Regions from separate parts of the Mus musculus genome. Here regions 1, 3 and 4 are each linked to region 2. The links are chromatin contacts, called in public HiCAR-type and promoter capture Hi-C maps. All regions are on one chromosome and are shown on one strand. The core of a region is the stretch at or near the end of the contact, and the rest is flanking DNA. Distances in the headings are between cores, read along the strand shown.

What was found. Promoter capture Hi-C pulls out the DNA fragments that hold promoters and counts their contacts. HiCAR-type assays count read pairs that join an accessible place to other places.
Region 1: a promoter capture Hi-C map of liver shows a contact between it and region 2, with 3 times the contacts expected there. The contact joins the promoter of Mbnl1 here to the promoter of Igsf10 in region 2. A contact is called at or near these places in 8 of 39 promoter capture datasets (cranial neural crest, frontonasal cranial neural crest, hippocampal neurons and 5 more) and 4 of 115 datasets of contacts at active chromatin or transcription factors (the NIH/3T3 cell line, astrocytes, embryonic limb bud and 1 more).
Region 3: a contact with region 2 is called in a promoter capture Hi-C map of stem cell-derived epiblast-like cells, with 5 times the contacts expected there. The contact joins the enhancer-like site here to the promoter of Igsf10 in region 2. A contact is called at or near these places in 7 of 39 promoter capture datasets (the 3T3-L1 cell line, the C10 cell line, hippocampal neurons and 3 more) and 1 of 115 datasets of contacts at active chromatin or transcription factors (microglia).
Region 4: a contact with region 2 is called in a HiCAR-type map of fibro-adipogenic progenitors, with 6 times the contacts expected there. The contact joins the enhancer-like site here to the promoter of Igsf10 in region 2. A contact is called at or near these places in 6 of 39 promoter capture datasets (cranial neural crest, hippocampal neurons, liver and 3 more) and 1 of 115 datasets of contacts at active chromatin or transcription factors (fibro-adipogenic progenitors).

The regions. Positions count from the first base shown.
Region 1 is chr3:60,499,692-60,502,733 of GRCm38.p6, forward strand. Mbnl1 (muscleblind like splicing factor 1) reads left to right here and starts at 1,488. Exons shown (of 10, transcript NM_020007.4): 1 at 1,488-1,732.
Region 2 is chr3:59,342,837-59,345,695 of GRCm38.p6, forward strand. Igsf10 (immunoglobulin superfamily, member 10) reads right to left here and starts at 1,420. Exons shown (of 7, transcript NM_001162884.1): 1 at 854-1,420.
Region 3 is chr3:60,461,293-60,464,006 of GRCm38.p6, forward strand. No RefSeq gene overlaps it. Among named protein-coding and RNA genes, the nearest start is that of Mbnl1, 39 kb to the right of the region's middle. Within about 2 kb of position 1,274, at least 7 of the 459 cell types and tissues checked have an H3K27ac peak or open chromatin away from gene starts, as enhancers often do.
Region 4 is chr3:60,588,303-60,591,150 of GRCm38.p6, forward strand. All of the region lies in intron 2 of Mbnl1 (muscleblind like splicing factor 1), which reads left to right. Among named protein-coding and RNA genes, the nearest start is that of Mbnl1, 89 kb to the left of the region's middle. Within about 2 kb of position 1,344, at least 51 of the 459 cell types and tissues checked have an H3K27ac peak or open chromatin away from gene starts, as enhancers often do. A contact at or near this core is called in fibro-adipogenic progenitors, where this site is marked.

The DNA of each region.
Region 1 (3,042 bases), core at 238-2,737, 1.2 Mb after region 2:
TCAGAGTTAACTGGCTAATGGGCTGTGAATATCTCCCATTCTCTACCTGATCCCAGCACTGTGGTTACAGACACTTGCCTAGATGTTCGGAATTTGAACTCAGGTTCTCAGACCTGAGCTCCAGCTTCTTTACGCAGGAGTCATCTCCCTAGCCAGCTAGCCTATCCAGGCAACTCTCTTTTTATCTTAGCAACTTCTGCACATCCTTCAAGGCGCTGCTTGCATAAGTTCCTCCAGGGAGCCTTCCCTCCTTTTCTCAAGGGCATTTTGGATATTTGCCTACCATCTTAGCACCAGCTGGCTGGTGCTCTTTTCTACCATGCTGCTCCAAAAAGTACAATCCGTGTACTCCATCCTCCTGCACTTACCTCCATCCTACCTATACTTAACTACTTCTGCCATAGCTCACATTCCATCCAGTTGCTGGAATGAATGCTGAGAAAGTCCTCAGGCGCTGGTGGTTACTAATTGTCAGTTAGAAACTCCCTGTCTCTGTTCTCTGAGAAAATGCTACTGTCATTCTACTTTGTTTCCATTGTTGGGGACTTGGGAACTTTTAATAATTAACACTGAGAAGTGGTACTAGTTAATTAATTAATTATTTCAGGAAGGGATCAGTAAGCAGCAAGTCCGTGTTTCATGGACCAGCAGAGGATCAAGATCTGTTACTAGTACCTCTGCAAACTAGTGGAGTACTTTATTTATTTATTTATTTATTTACTCCGCCTAGGAGAGTGTGCCTGACCCACTCAACAGAAACAGGGAGGGAGAAATCCAGTTTGCATTCACTCACCTCAACTCATGTTCAAACCATGAAACAAACGTTTTTATAGTTAAAAATCATCCCTGACGAAGTTATCAGAATTCCTTGAAATTCACTGGAAATCCCGTCCGCAGATCTTCAAACTTTATCTCTTCTCAGAAGCCCAGAATTCTTTTCTTTCAAAGCCAAGTTACAGGACAGCAGCTAATGAACTAGGAGCTGGTGTTTCATTTGCTCAGGCGGGCAGTTGCCCAGGGCTTGTTTGCGTGGGAGTACCTCTGCAGCGCCTAAGATGTTATTTTATTTTAAAAGAGGGAGCCCTGCTTGCTTTCTGTACACCACACTGCAGAGTTGGAAGTAAGGGAGCCTTTAAACTGCAAGTTTTATTTGCCGATAGGACAGGAAGGTGGCCTGGGTTTGTGTTTGGGTGACGATCAGTTTTCTCGCAGAACTCCAAAACTGTGAGTGCTGAGAAAGATACCCACCAACACCCGTGCAAGCTTCTTTCCCGCCCTTCGCCTTCCAGGTTCCAGGCGATGCGCTGCTTCTGCTGCTGCAGGCCGGGCAGCTAACTCTAACCTTCCGTCTAACCTTGCGGGCCTCGCGGGCTGGGCGCGGAGCCCCGGGAGCTGGAGCGGCGGTGAGCGGCGCGGGCCCGGGCGAGCGAGCGGGCGGGCGGGCGGGGGCCGGGGCTGCGCGTGGGAGCTCTGCGCGTCCGCGCGCCTTCCTGGCGGGGCTGGCGCGGGGGAGGGGCCGCGCAGCGGCGGAAACCGGCGCGCGGCGATAAGAGGCTGCACGGCGACATGCCACAGTCTCTCGCCGCAGCCCGTCGAGTCGGGGCGCTCGCCATGCTCCCGTGACCCGGACCCGGCCAGTTCCCTTTCCCGTGGCGGGCATCCCGGAGTCGCGATCCCACAATGCCCCGGGCAGTCGGGGCCCCGGCGGGCAGCCTGCACGGCCACGTGAGAGGTGAGTGGCGGGGCGGCCGCGCATTGTTCTGCGCTGCGGGCGGCGCTGCGGCGGCCTCGGGTGGCGCTCGGGGGTCCCCGGGCCGCACCGCGATCGCGCGCTGCGGCTACCGGCCCTGTCCCGCGCCTCCCTGCGGGCCCCCGTGGGGCGCCGCGGGACAGGACTAGTGGCCGGTGAGCCGGGGCAGGTGCGTGGCCGAGTGCTGTGAACTCGGTGACCTCTGCCAGGGTCGACGGGGGGCGGCCACTGGTCGCGCGGGTCCCGGCCGCGCCCGCATCCCTCTGCCGGGGCTGCCACCCAGCACCGGCTTCATGTGGGCCAAGTATGTGCACGCAGAGGTTAATGCTCTGCTTGCCACCCATAAATTACGCATGACATGTTTAGTTGGGCTGCCTTATATGGAGAGTGCTGTATTTCAGTCCAGTGTGCTTTTTGCCAAGTTTACAGGGAGGAAGACGCCCTGCTTGAGAGGGCTGCCGCTTTTCCTCCCTTTCTGGTGGTTTTGTAGTGCGTCACTCAAAAACTGTAAGAAAAGTAAGTATAGAGCTTTCCGGGTGGAGCCACAGTAGGCTGGTAGAACAGCTTTCATGATAAGTAGTCAGTATATGGACTGGTTTTTTAAATAAAAACAAGAGAAATATGAAACCTTTCCTCACTCCTCCCCCCGCCCCCCCAAAAAAAAGACCGAGTCTGATGTTGTTAGTAATGTGCCATATGAGAATACTTTGATTTTAGAGGATGTAACGTGAGATTTAAAGAAATTACACACACACACACACACACACACACACACACATACACACACACACATGCATGTATGTATAAATGGAGCTGAAGCCTTCCTGGCTAGCCCACAGCATTTTACAGCTACATGGGTGTTGAGACAAGCCTATTACGCTGCTAAGATGGGTTTATGTGCGGTATGCATCCCCAGGATTAAAAACAAAGTTAGAAGCAGCCTGGAAGGTTATTGCCACTGTTTTAGGTTTCTGTGTCCACCAGCACAGGCACAGACCATAGCAAGTGATTAATAAAGTCTGCAACACTCTGAGCTATTTCACAAACAAATTAATTCAAGGAGAGGGAAGTCATAATTACGGCCTTTGGATACGCAGGTCTTCTGCAGCATGCTTTGAAATAGTACACTAGTGGGCATGTTAGACCTCCTTCCTGGGTTTCAACACAGTGTTCATACAAGGAACTTACTTAGGCCATAACTTTCCAAACCAGGCTGTCTCTGTCTATGGCTTTACAATGTTGGTGTTGTTACCTGGTCCTATTTGTAAGATAAAATTCTGATCCCCAAAGAT
Region 2 (2,859 bases), core at 170-2,669:
GTTTGTAAATTTAACTCTCTTGTTTGACCAAGAGCCTTTTACACTTTTATATACATTTTAAAAATATTTTTATAAATATAAAAATAGTACATGTGCAATTTAGAAAACTTTGCACCAGTAAATAGATAAAAATTATATATATTTTTCACATTGCATTTATGAATGTACTTCTTTATATGATCAATTTTTGTAACATTGTATTATTTAATATGTGTTTTATTTATTTGGCTTAACCTTCCAAAATACTTTTACAGCTGTAATAACCCACTAGAAAAAAAGGTCAAATTTCTTTCTAGCATGTCTGCAAGTCCTTGCCAATAAGGACACATGGGCCTTTTCAGAGCCAACTAATGACCGGGAGGACAGTAAACTGACCAGCTGGGAGGGCTGAGTCTCTGACTTTGCAGGCATAACACTGTCTGCTCTTTCTCTGCTTGGAAACACCCCTCTGCTTACTGACACAGTGATGGGGAGCATGGCCAAGGAAGAATTCTGCTTCTCTTGTTAGAAAATATCTTTAACCCGCACGTGGCGAAGGCTCAGTGATCCCTCCCAACCTGGAGCTGTTATGAATGAGTTTAACCCAAATTAAGATTTACTAATGATTACTTCTATGCCTACACTGTCACTGTTACATCACTGAATATTTTTGAATACTCTCTGCGTGATGATTAAAAAGCAGATGAGCTTGCTATTATTAGATAAACAAAGATGGTACAAGGTAGCTGGGAAACAGAAGAGACTATATGCACCTTAAGAGTTAGTTATAAGAGAAGAGAGCCGTAAATGAATACCACATGAGTTCCCGTACACTTAAGCCTCAAACTGTATTTAACAAAAGAGTTGGCAATACCTGAGCTCTTCTGTCTTGCTTTTGAATCCTCTTGTAACATAAGCAGAGACAGGAAATCTTCTGAGGAGAGCCTTCACCTGATTGAAGGAACGTTCTTTGCTTCCAACGGGAGCAAAAGGCTTAGTAGGCTTAGTCTTCACTAGCTGGGGGACTGACTCTTCAGAGAACTGGAGGCGCTTCTGTTATTTTAATGGTATCATACATTTCCAAACTAACCAAAGCTTTCCTTTATCTGATTGCTGCTGCTGCTGCTGCTGCTGGAATGCTCTTCCTTCTCCCTCAATAGTATAGGTTAGTTAGTTCTCAAACTCACCTAAACTTACAAGTACTAATCGATCACTCCTTCTTTCCGACGTCCCAGGCGTTTCTCCTCAAATTGCTTGCTTTGCACAAACACGTCATCAGTGTTTATGAAAGCGTCCCAGGCTACATATAATCCTTCCCGCTCCTTTTGCCTGGCTTCAGTCACTGAAGCGATGTTCCCTTGGTCGCTGCTTTTGTCCCAACTCCCCTCCAGTACTTTCCTTTTCCTGGACCCTTCTGCCCATCCCACCCTCTGTCTCGCCCTGAACCCCAGCTCCCACATCTACCAGACTCTCTGGGTCCCTTCACTTCCCGAGGGGATTAGCAGCCGCTCACCTCTGCCTTGGGCCAATGGAATTGCACCGCCTTTGGGGTCTGCTCAGCCTCTAGGGGTCTTCACTCGGGAGGAGGGCGGGGCAGGTGACGCAGCTATAGCCTCGGCTTCTGGGAATGGGCGGGCCATCGACCCGGGACCACCAGCGCCAACCCAGGCTCGCCTGCGAGTTTGCTCCTCCTGTGCTGGTAAGCCCTGGGCTTTTCCTGTCTGGTGGCAGGCTCTGTGGCCCGGGCTGGCTCAGGGGCTACAAATTCTTTCCTTTCGTGACCTCTCCCATCTCCTAACAGGGGGAGGGGGAACCTAGACATAAAAATAGGAGAGGTACTATTGCAGGGAAGGAAAAGGATTAAGCTTGGGTGGGTGAGTGAGCAGATGATGCCCAGGAGAAGGTAAAGGTGTGTGTGTGTGTGTGTGTGTGTGTGTGTGTGTGTGTGTGTGTGTGTGTGTGTGTGTGTGTTGGGGGCGGGGCAGAGGGGGCTGGGGCTGGTAGTGGTGCCAAATATGCTGACAGCATGTGATATACTTGAATAAAAAAACATGTCATAGACCCCGTAAGTCTTCACAATGAATATATGCTAATGATGGTGGTAACAACAACAGCAATAACATTCAAAGACGCTTCAATCACTGTGGTTTGTCCTGGGTTTGTGACTCCCCTTCTGTTTGCAAGTTGAGATAGCAGTGAAGTGAGGTGTCTGACTTTCTTTTTTTTTTTTTTTTTTTTTTTTTTTCCATTTTTTATTAGGTATTTAACTCATTTACATTTCCAATGCTATACCAAAAGTCCCCCATATCCACCCACCCCCACTCCCCTGCCCACCCACTCCCCCTTTTTGGCCCTGGTATTCCCCTGTACTGGGGCATATAAAGTTTGCAAGTCCAATGGGCCTCTCTTTCCAGTGATGGCCGATTAGGCCATCTTTTGATATATATGCAGCTAGAGTCAAGAGCTCCGGGGTACTGGTTAGCTCATAATGTTGTTCCACCTATAGGGTTGCAGATCCCTTTAGCTCCTTGGCTACTTTCTCTAGCTCCTCCATGTGGTACATCTACACAATGGTGTCTGACTTTCGAATGTACTCTTCCGCCCTGGGAGAGGCACCTATCCTCTTCCTCTTTGTTGGTTATCTATGTTTGAGGTGTACAATATGAAATTATCAGCTACATGAAGATAAAACAAACGTATCTATCACTTTATTCTCTCTATGTAAGTGTGTGTGTTAGTAAGATACACTCGTTTGCTGTGTATCTTAAATAGAATTATTAAATACAGTCCTCATATTATACATTAAGTCTCTGGATTACTTCACTCTGTAGTTGTTGCTTTGTGTCCTCTAATCTACAAGTATCCTTCGCCATCCCCACT
Region 3 (2,714 bases), core at 24-2,523, 1.1 Mb after region 2:
TGTTCCACTCTATAAATAACAAAAAAATAGGAAGTCAGTTCATAGGATTCTGCTATAATATAATAAAGAAAATAATAAAAACCTCAAATTTAAAATTTTAATCTAGGTGACATATAGATAGGTATAGATACAGATATAGATGATATAAATATAGATGTGTCTGGAAGAATATATATCCAGATAGAGTAGTAATTATACCCAGATAATTGAAATAAACAATAAATTTTAGCCTTCACAGGTTTGTCTTTGGATTTCCAAAGTTTGATAATGATCTCTTTCTACAGCTCCCAAACATAATATAGCTAAATAGATTAAATATAGATGTATACATATAATAAATGGCTTGATACACATATTTATATACGTATACTGCTTGTGTATACATTTATGCATTTGCACATACATTCTTTCATAAATGGGTTTCCACAGGGCATAGTACATTATCCTGACAGTTAAAAAAGCAAACTGCAGAAGCCTCTGAGTTAGTTGGGTGTAGAATGATGGATCACGTTCTTTGGCGTGTGCCATAAATTAAAGCTTTGATAAGTTTGCGAAGTTTCAGTCACTATAGAACAGAAGTGGTGTCTCAGAAGCTTTTTAAAAGCTGTATGACTGCTGGCAATTGGCTTTGGGGAAGAAACGGATGCATTAAGCTTCCATTTCTTCATGTTTTACAACAAAATAGTACATTGTAAAGCTCTTCAGTATGTCAAAATGACTGTCCAAAGGCTGTCTGTAGTGGCCAGATGGTAGACTATATTTACCAGCTACTGTCAGAATTGGTCCTCAAATGTCAAAAATAGTTAATACAATTGAGAAAGACATCTGCCTTCAATAAACATAGAACTACTTCCCCACTTAGAAATACTACATCATTTTAGAATGTGTTACTGCGAATCTGCCTTTTTCCAAATGCAAATTTCACCGCAGCTCCAAATAAACAAACAAAAGCAATCGCTTAAAGCTAATGTATCATGCTATGAGAGCTTCTAACACTAATGGCATTGCACACACTAATGGGAAATGCACACACACTAATGGCACCTCTGTGTCCTGGAACTCTGATTATGAAAGCAGCTCAACATTTCACTGTGGCTCTGGCTTGCTGTGGCTGCCACTAAGGGCTATTGCATAAGCCTCTCAGTGTAAGAGTAATATTTTCTACCTCTTCCCTTTGGGTCCTATTTTTTCTTGACCTGATCCCTAGTCTGCAGTACGTACTACTTACTGTGTTGTGTATATTATTTGTTATGCATACATATGAGGGTTTTTGTCGTTGTTTTACTATAGAAATAGCAAACCTCTCTTCATCCAGCTGGCAGGAGGGGAATATTTTACTTACTATCTAAAAATCTGCTCAGTTATTTGAAATGCCTTTATGGAAAAAAGTGGTTCTTAGCAAAGAAGTGGGGAAGAAAAATTTGAATTTTTTAAAGTATAATTCATTTCCTAAAGCAATTCTAGGACTTAGAATTTATATATGCATTTGATTAAAATTTAACAAAATTTCCAGAATAAAAAATATTACATTCTTAAAATATTTTATATTTACAAAAATAAAAAATGAAGTGTCAATCAGAAAATTTAATTTAAAGACATTTAAGTATACCAAATTAAAAATTGAAAGCTATTTTAATGTATAATATTTATATTATATATGTTATAAGACTAAAAGGGATATTATTTGCATTTTTAATTTAATGGTCCTATTATACAAACATAATTTTTGATATCCTACAATGATGAGGATCCAGGTTGGGTCAGCAATTTTTGGATGAATAATTAATATATTTACATATAACATACCAGTGATAGGAATGTTCCAAGTCTTGACATGGACAAAAGAAAGAAGGTATTGAGAGACCCCTACTCAGCATGAGATTGCCCAGCTGGGGTGTAGCTCAGTGATATGGTGGGTGCAACATGCAGCATGTCAGAAAGAAAACAATAGAGGATGTAAGATGAGATTCCTGGTTACCCTTCTCTAAATGCGTGAGCTTTGTTGCCCATAAAAACCTTAAGTGTACAACAGGAGTCTAGGGAATGACATCATTGCTAACCCGAGTAAGGAACCCAAACCTTTAAGGATGCTGTAGCTCCTAGCATCCTTTCACTGGAACAAAATTTGTCCTGCATCTTTTCCCAGCTGATTCCTGTTATACTCTAGAAATGACAGTGCAGAATAATGCTGCCTGATGCTACTGGGCAACTGAAATGAGGCTGGTGTGACTGAATATTGAAGTTTTCATTGGGTATCATTTTAAGTGGTTTAAATTTATATTTAAAGGTGGAAATAACATGATTTTGTGTATTTCTACCTATTATTACATTTTTATATTATTGTTAAATATCATTACACTGTTAGACTATTAGCTTAAATAAAATACTTTGTTGTTATTCGTGTCACCTGTTTATTTAAAGTTCATTTTCAAATCTTCTTTCTCTTCCTGGTTCTCCTGTTGCCATGGCTCCTCAGAGTTTCCTAATAGAAGAGCATGGATTTCTAGTACTGTATCTTTCTTGTTGGCATGAATCATACAATTGTTGTTGAACCAGTCAAAGGTTTCACAAAGGGAAAGTATTTAATCCATTTGCAGACAGTAATCACATGTTTTCAGCAATGCTAAGAAGTTCTAGAAGCACCATCCCTTAGCACATATCCAGCAAGGACTTGCTTCTCCGAGAAATATCTCAGAGATTCTGCAAGGAACAAG
Region 4 (2,848 bases), core at 94-2,593, 1.2 Mb after region 2:
TCTTGCTGGTCCCATTTGTAGTTTTATTTTGAGAGGTCAGTGGTTAGGTACTTATACTTAAAGATAAACAAGTCTAATGCAATTGGTATGAATGTGTATCCTAATACAATGTCTAGGAGCTCCAGCTCACTGAGTAGACAGGGGTTCAGTGATGTATTTATGAACAGTCAAAATACACCTTCTGTGGTTCCCCAAAGTAACAGAAAGGTAGAATAACTGATGCTGGAGCATTAAGTTGTCATGTCAACATCCATAATGTGCTTAGCATAGCACTTAACACAGAAGCCTCATGCAAGCTTAGTAAGTATTAATAATTAATAATAAATATTCCTTTATCATAACAAGATGCATCTTTTGGTTTTAGATCAGTGCTGTCGGGAGGGGAGGATACAAGCTGGAGGTTTCCTGAATAAGTGGACCAGGAGCTAGCATGTGTATGCAAACGCTGCCTTAGTAATTTTAAGAGCCAGATAGAAGCATGCCTATGTTTTACCTAAGGTTACCTCCTGACTTCTTCCATGTTATCATCCACATTGTAATGTCACAGTGATGAAAAACATGCCCTACAAAGACACCACCAAAGATTATTATGTAAACACTGGGCCTTTTGATTATTAGCTGGTTTGATTTGCAATCCCTAAAACATCATAAATGGCTTGGCCATCGTCTATGTGCTGAAAAATATAATTGGAGCAATTTGAATACACACACACACATATGTACATATATATATATATATATATATATATATATATATATATATATATGTATATATATATGTGTGTGTGTATATAATGATCTGGCATTTCCAGTTTTATGATGCCATAAAAAAGCAGCCAGCACATGTTGGACTGTTTAATGGTCCTGGCACCTACCAAATGTCACTGGACTTTACAAGGTCATAGAAACTCCACTTTGGTTCAGGGGTATAGACTGGATCCATCTCTGTAGCCCACACAGTATATGGAACCAGGAATGTTGATGGTGCTGGTGAAGCCTCCACAGCACTAGTGTCTATATATTGTTAGGATTCTGTGGCATAGAGACCACACGTTTATGAGAAAAGCAAGACTGTTTCTTTGTGTGCCATCCTGTCAGAGGCAGCTCTAAATAGATCTGGATTTCTGGTGATGACGGTGCAGATGCAACCTGCTGTCACAGCTGCATGTGTATGTGATCTCTCATAAGCAAAAGCTGCTGGGGGGAGACATGATATTTTTGTCACAAGAATGTCTGTGATTTGCTGCCGTTTCACTTCCTCCCCCCTCCCCCCCCAAGGTGCCAACCCAAAGCTTGTGCACTCAGAACACCAAGCAGAGGTATAGAGTTTCACTTTGGTCATTTCCAAGATGATTAATGGAGTTGTGCAATGCAGGCTCCTGAGCACTCTGGGAAAGTCACAGTATCCCAGTGAGGTGGAGTGCCTTGATACTGCGTCAGCAGGGAGGGTATTTTGGGATATTGTAAATGTCACTATTGGTTTTAATATACAAGAATCTTCATCATCAAACCTTAGGAATGTTCTACAAAACACTGCCTAGAACAGCTATTGAGTTCTATAAATGACTCTTTAAGTAGCTAGAAACTGTTACCTAAAATCTCCCATTTGTGACCCAGTTAGATATGGATGAAGACAGTTTAGGGCTTATTATATGGAGCCAGTATTCCTTCAAGTAATGATAAATTATAAAGTTAACTGGCTGTGAGTGTGTGTGTGTGTGTGTGTAATAAGAACTTGTCATGGGACCAGAAAAGAGGAAAGCCTGAATTCCCAGTCCATTCTGTTTCAGTTGAATACATATTTTGTATCTATGGTAAACTAACTGTAAGAAGTTGAGATATAATTTATCTATCACTCTTTTCTAGTAAATATCTTAACATTCAGACTGTTTACAGAACTGTGCAAGAAAAATAAGTAAATATTGAAACTCATTCATTCATGCTTTCAAGGTTTTTAAAGTGTGCAGCTCTTAGTAATTGACTTAATTAGCAGGGATAACTGGTCAGCTGCATGCTCCTTTTACTTCATGTTGCTCAGTATAAACTTAATACTTTATGTTTGAGGACATTTCCAGAATAACCCTTTCCATTGAAAATGGTAACATTTTTAGAATGCATAGAGCTCTCTTTAGAATATCAGCTATTGTACATGTAGAATAAATGGACCAAAGTCTTAATCTCATGGTAGATTTGTAAATGAGGTTTTTAAGACTAGAACTAAGATTAACCACGGCAGAAGACTAGAATCATAATCTAATAGAATCAGTGCACTGACAAGAAGAATTACAAGTGAGGTTAGAGTGGTAGTGTCTCTGTCTACATCCCCCATTTCCCCCCTTCCTCCTTTCCTTCCTGCCCTCTCTCCTTCCTGTTTCTGTGAACACTAAGGGAGTTGTTGATATGGAAGCAAAGACAAAGGAACCCATGAGGAGAGTTCTGACTGAAAACTGGGTAGGATAGGACCTTCATCTTGGTTTTTGAGCTTCTAAAGCTGAGAAAATTAATTTCTGTTTAAATGACCCAGTCTGTGACATTTTTCTTATGGCATCCCTAACTGACTAATAAAGCCTCCATTATATTTCACTGGGTGGGTATAAGTCAGTGTTTGTCTTTCAACTGGTAATTATCTTAATGATGTCCACTGCTGTACCCAGCTGGGCATGATAGTCTGGTACAGTCTAAACATCCTGTAGTACTCCAACCCACACAACAACATTTATATGTGGCCCTAATTGTCCATAATGCCGATGTTAAGAAAGCTAGCATGTCTTTTCAGGGTGCAGGTCCTCTTGCAAACTTGCAAAAGCCCTCCATGGGTGCAAGCAAGCTATAAGGAACACTAGCGTAG